Regions from separate parts of the Gossypium hirsutum genome. Here region 2 is linked to region 1. Evidence: chromatin contacts called from public Hi-C data. All regions are on one chromosome and are shown on one strand. The core of a region is the stretch at or near the end of the contact, and the rest is flanking DNA. Distances in the headings are between cores, read along the strand shown. Region 1 has its middle 11 kb from the start of LOC107924158. Region 2 overlaps LOC107924548 (oxysterol-binding protein-related protein 1C).

Region 1 (3,226 bases), core at 291-2,790:
ATTCCCAAAATCATGTAAACATTGCCGTTGGAATCGACTTTTGTTTTTAGTTTTTTATTTTTATTTTTTCTTTGTGGAGCCTAATTAATAGTGAAGTTTGAATTTCATAATTAGGGACGAAAAAGTTGCTACAACTCTCATCACAATAAATTGAAAAGAAGAAAGTAATAATTTCAATAGCACATGCACCCATGTACTAAACCTAAATTATTGCAAAAATTTGTTGGTCATTCATTGATATTTGATACTTGTATTCATCAGTTTCCGCCGCTATACACCCTCCACCAATCTCTAACTATTCCTTTGAAAATGGCTCTCCCTTCTGCCCTAGGTATCAACCAAACTCTTGGAATTGATTTAATTAAGTTATACAAAATGTTGAAACAGCTTATATTATAAGCGGTACAAAGAGTCGTTAAAATAGAGTGAATAATGTGGAGAGCCGCTAGAACTAATGGATTGAGGGAGTCGAGGCCGTAGTTGAGCAAAGTTTGGGTAATGAGCTTTGTCTCTTGTCTGCAGGTTTTATTGAAAGAAGGGATATCTATAAAGGCTTGAAGTGTGCCATTTTTCTCATGATAATATCTTGGTAAAGTCCACCTTAAGTCAAGATTAAAGTATGAGTTAACAAACTTAGCAAATTAAAAACATTAATTAGATTAGATTTGATAGGATGATTATTATTGACGGTGTTGCAGCGATATTTCATCTCTAAATACATTTATAATAACTTGAGATATTCAAATGAATATACTAAAATTTGAATGCAGAAACATAGTACGAAGCTTAATCAATCACAAATAAATAATCAAATACATAGTAATTATTTGATAATTGTATGGTGTAGTTCTTTATTTTTCATAAACAGGGTTAGAATACCATTAATTAATTTAATTGAACATTTTAAAAACAAATTCGTTAATAATGTAGTCGCTAATTATCAGTACAGTGGAATTAATGTGACATGAATATAATTGGGGTTAGGGAGGTAATAAGGAGTTGTTTTCAAGGCATTTAACCAAAGGGACCGTCATAATTAAAAACGCACTTCATTTTTGAAGGCAATATATACCTACTTCTATACTATTTGCATGTGAACAGTCACCTTCCATTCTTCATTATTACTCATTAAAAACTTTACTAGAGATTAGCTCTCCCTCTTATTTATATAGCTGCTGCCCAGTGGATCACAAACTAGCTAACCTAACCTAACCTAACCTAACCTAGCCTTGGATTCAGTTTCATGTATTAAACTCCCAACTACTACTACGAAATTCAAGTTGGAAACCCAACATTTCATAGTCATCGTACGAGATAATTCTTTAGATTCTCGCCGATACACAGAAATTGAAGGACTTATTTCTCTTTGATATATATACATGTAGTTCAATATGAAATAAATTCATATATATTAGAGGACATGGCAGAAGCAAGTGTGGAAGAGTTGGGAAACATTGCCTGTTATTTTCTTGTTTCCATGAGAAGGTGTTGGGGGAACTATGGTTGAATTAGGAAGGAGTCAAGTGGGCAGGCTTGTTGATGTTCCTGGGCGTGCATGTGCATGTGCATGTGCATGCATGGAGATTTTGCCAATACATGTTGACAAACTATGGGGTTTTTTGCGACAGTTTTCTTTCTACGGTGCTTGCTGGCAAATGCACATGCACGTGCATTTTTATTATGTTTTTTGGTTTTAGACCTATTGCTTTCATATTTATGCGTGTGGACTGTGGACAGCCAATACAATTTATGTTAATATATTGATAAAAATAATGGAAATTTATCTAACACCCCCAAAATGTAAATTTATATAAATTATATGATTATGACAATAATATTCCGATTATTAAATAAATAAAATCATGATAATGTATTCAATTATTTATATTCTTTCTTGGTAAACAGATATGTCCAATGATTGTCTTGAGCTAACAAGGCATATTTTTCTGGTACATGTAAAAAGATAAATAAACAAAAATTTCAAAGGAATGATAAAATAATATAATATTTAGTTAACTTCAATTTCGAATTTAATTCATGGATTAACTCTACCTCTTAATAAGGAACAATTTTCTAAGATTGTATTAGCAATCAGTCAACAGATCAGATATTTTTAAAAAAATATAACAGTTTAATGATTTTCCTTCCTTTTTCCTAGAAAATTCAGGAACAAGAAGCATTAAAAGAAAATATAAATATTAATTAGTTGTTGTTGCAGCTTTCTTAGATACCAAAGAGGGTTTAATTGAAAAACTTTTTATTTTTTTGAAAATATTTATAAAAAATATTTTAGAATTTTATCGAATAATATTTAAAAATCATAAAACAAACTAAAGTTAATCAAAATAATACCTAAAATTAATATAAACTATATCATTAAAACAAGAGTGTTGAGATTATTAAATCAATAAAATCATGATAATATAGCCAATTTATTGTCTTCAACTAACAAGGCATTTTTCTGGTATAACATGAAGAATATTAACAGCATGTGAATAATAAAAATTCGTTTTACTGATAAAATATTTATATTTAAAAATCTAAAATCGTGTGAGCAATAATTATATGCTGCTATAGTCAGCAAGTCAGATTATAAAAAAAATAATAATAAAGCAGTTTTCTGAATTTTCTTTTTCCTTTTTCCTGGAAACTTCAGTAAAAAAAAAAACATTAGAAGACAAGAGAACAAGTTTTAGTGAGTTGTAGTTGCAGCTTTCTTAGGTAACAAAGAGAGTTTCTCGTCACTTTCATGCCATATGATGCCGTATGCTACAAAAACTTGTTTAACATTATTAATTTCCCTTACATTATTAAAAGAAAAAGTGCATTTTGAGTTATTGTCAGCGTTAGGTTTATTGGAAAAATTACGGCTTTTAGATTAATAAAGCTTGTAGTAAATGAAATGTCTGCCTGCCTTGACAAAAAAGGACAACTCTCGAAATGGCCACTTTATTTTTAACTCAAAAAGTTGAATGGGGAGAAATTAAGTGTTAATAATTACACTAAATTCTTCCTTTTTCTATTATTGCTGACCTATTCGCTATTTGGGTATAAAATCTGATATATAACATTTTAAAATCTTTAATACTGCTATCATTCCTGAAAATCACGTTTTTAGAATATAGTTATTTGTTTAAAAATAATATAATTTATTTTAAATATGAAAAATTATTTTTATAATTTTTTTAATTGAGTTGGTGTAATTGGCTCTTAATATAACTTAGTC
Region 2 (3,226 bases), core at 187-2,686, 34 kb after region 1:
AATTTAGATAATTGTTTAGATGTATCCAAAAATTATGGTTTTTTTTTAACAATATTCATACCAACCAAATTAATATTTAATCGGACAGTTTTAGATAAAGAATTTAAAAAAAAAACTTTTTTTAAAGAAAAAATTGCTTAAATTATATTTCTATAAATTATTTCAATCTATAATTTTCATTGATTTCAAGTACAATACAGAAAGAAAGAACAAAAAGGGGTTGTTGATGGAATATAATAATGGAGGATTAAGGAGTAATCTCAGGTCATAATCCCACTTCCAAAATCAGATTGATTCGTAATGAATTTGATTAATTACTGAAATCATAGAATTTTGTAGCAAAAACACATATAAATATTAAAGATGTTGAGTGGATCAAGACTTTAAATGGTAGAGTAGTTTGAGTGGAAAGAAAAAATAGCAAAAATGATCCCAAATGTAATTTACTTTACAGATAAGTTATAACTCAAAATTGGTAAAAGGAAAGGGAAATTGGAATTCCGCATTTAGAAATTGCACGTGAGAGGTAGAATTAGATGTCTGTTGAATTTAAAAATCCCCATTATTCCTTGCCTAACCGCCCAAACTGCTGGATCAATGATATTGTGACTTCAAATTAATTATAAAACCAAATAATATGTTTAAAGGTGACAGCTAATTTGGTAATTATTTTCTTGAGTTTTCAGAAAAAACAAAAAGAAATTATATGAATATGCTATAGATAACGTAACAAAAGGTGAGTTGACGAAGAAAGGTTTGTTTTGTATCGAGAAATGTGAGATTGTCATTAAAAGAAAGATCACCAATTATAAGTCTATTATTTTTAAAAAAAATATATTCAACATATTTATTTTTTAAATAAATAAAAAAGGAGCCAAAATAGAAAATCCCTAATATACCGACGTTTGTTTTTTTTTTAATTTATTTCTGGAGAAGAGAAAAGAAGAGGGCCCTTGGCTTGGCTTATGAAGTTTGATTGGACGGTTAGAGATCATGTTTGCAATCCCATCATCATTTCCTATTTTTCATATAGAAAATTTATAAATTAATTAACAACCAAATTGATAAGAAAATATTATACGATATTAGCAATTTTTTAAAAAAAAATGAGAATAATTTATTAGCAGTTATAGATGCCACAATTAAATGGAAAGTTCGCTATAATTCGATGTATCAAAGATGAATGAAGTTATTGCTTTAAAAAAAATAAAATAATAAAATAAATGAAGAGGAAAATAAAGCATATCTTTTCTTCTGCAAGAAATCGGCACACAAATCCTTATTGCGTCACCGTGTATCTTTTACTACCTTGTGGTAACAGAAACGCCCAGATTGATCTGGATTTGGATGGTAGAATCTCAAATTATCACTTAACCAACAGACTAGGCTTTTCTTTTTTTGAGGGTAGGCCCAGGCCGACCAAATTTGCTCGTGGATATGGTAGATGGTTTAGGGTTTTGTAACGTACGGTGCTTCAATGTTTACTATAAATCATGTATCTGTGTGTTCACTTCACTTTAAAAACTTGGATTAGTTTGCGAAATTTTCCTTGTATTGTGAATCAATACAATCTGTTTAAACCCTATTTTTCTTTTCTGTTGTTGACTTACCCCAATAACTGGATTATGGTTTCAATGTTTTCTTTGTAACAACAGAAAATAATATTCTTAAAGCTATTATCTTATATAAGGCCACCTGCAATCTCCTACATGCAGTGTAATTGTAGTTGTGATGGGGGCAGCTTTGGCCCAGTGGAAGTGTACCCGTGCCCGCCCTGTCTCGTGAAAATATCGAGAAAAAGAATAAAAGAATCAACAAGTTAATGATGGGGCAACTTGCAGTCAGTCAGTCAGTCGGTCAGTCAGTCGAGAGGAGCCTAATCAGAAAGGATTTGACCAAAAATATCCGGACATGAATCCCACTTTCCCTGCTGTCTAGCCTCCCAATATCCACCCACATAACGGTATGTATCGTTGTTTTTCTCCCTTGCGAACCACCTTGGCTTCCAACCTCTCTCTTGCATCTTCCGAGCCTGATTCCCCCATCCAATCATATGTACAAAAGAGACCACATGCAACCATTAACCTATTTGCTAATTCCTTTCATGCAAATCCAGAAAACTGAACAGGATTTCGTTAAACATCTCAGCAAGGATTTTTTTTTTCTAGTGACCAAACTATAATATACCTGCAATGACTCAACTCATAACAAGTATCGCAGCGAGGGTTGTAAACAAACCAAAAAAAAAAAAACAGTAGTTGTAATAGCGTTTTTGGTATTAGCAACCGAGCCGTGTTTCATTCATTTACAAATCCAGAAACTGCTGTTCTCTGAATTTCAACATTGGAAAGGAAATTTAGAGCAAAGACGCCTACAAGTCCATTTCTAAGATTAACAAAAAAGAAGCACTCAAGATGTGGTTAGGCTGATCCCTAGATTGCTCATCCTACTCAGTTATGATCACAACAAGGTAGTTTTCTTAGTTTACCCACGACAAATGATTACTAAACCGTTTTCATGTAGGGTCTAGGATAAAATCACTGCCTATGCATCTGCAAAACTAAGATTGGACAAAGAAACAAAGATGATGGGCAATCCCCATTGGCGTCCAAGTCAGCAGTTGAGTTGGGCTAGTTGCTAGGTGCAATATGAAAACTTTCAAGAAAATGTCTAACTAATATTATTGTTCCCCGGTGATGTCCTTTGGCTTCTTAATGTTTATAGTACATGTTTGGCTCAGCTCATATTCTCTCCACACGGTCGCCTTGAGTCCAACCGTTCAGAACAAATTGAGTAAACCCAAGACATTAAACATTCATATTAGGTCCTGCTACTGCTATACCTCCATATGCATCATTTAAGATCTTTACATTTACTACCTCATTGGCATTTTCTAGTCAGTTCTAGAAAGCTTTGGTGTCTTTATGTCATTAAGCTTTTACTCTGTATTGGGAGTCTAAAACTTGGAATGAGCAAAAAAGCAACTTTAGTTCGTCTTTTCGCTTCATAGTTCCCTAAAAACTCAAAAAAAGAATTTCATGGTGATCTAAATCCATGCCTTGCCAATTTGTGCTGCTGATGCTTAGAATTGACAGTACAGATGAAATGAAATGGTAAGCTTACCTGACGTTGCCGCTGTTCCAACCGTAGCTTCTCTGAATTTGCCATTTCATACTCCCCATTTTCCAGATACCTCTGATCAGGTCTCAGCCTTGAATCAGTAGGG

The links. Hi-C and Micro-C count contacts between places; a contact is called where the count stands out from the background.
Region 2: a Hi-C map of leaf shows a contact between it and region 1, with 2.2 times the contacts expected there. The contact joins two enhancer-like sites. A contact is called at or near these places in 17 of 34 Hi-C or Micro-C datasets (anther, callus, cotyledon and 4 more).

The regions. Positions count from the first base shown.
Region 1 is chrA05:23,958,226-23,961,451 of Gossypium_hirsutum_v2.1, forward strand. No RefSeq gene overlaps it. Among protein-coding and RNA genes, the nearest start is that of LOC107924158, 11 kb to the right of the region's middle. Within about 2 kb of position 1,541, at least 2 of the 9 cell types and tissues checked have an H3K27ac peak or open chromatin away from gene starts, as enhancers often do. A contact at or near this core is called in leaf, where this site is marked.
Region 2 is chrA05:23,992,310-23,995,535 of Gossypium_hirsutum_v2.1, forward strand. LOC107924548 (oxysterol-binding protein-related protein 1C) reads right to left here. Exons shown (of 10, transcript XM_041114037.1): 9 at 3,124-3,226; 10 at 770-1,018. The coding sequence ends at 992. Among protein-coding and RNA genes, the nearest start is that of LOC107924548, 6.3 kb to the right of the region's middle. Within about 2 kb of position 1,437, at least 8 of the 9 cell types and tissues checked have an H3K27ac peak or open chromatin away from gene starts, as enhancers often do. A contact at or near this core is called in leaf, where this site is marked.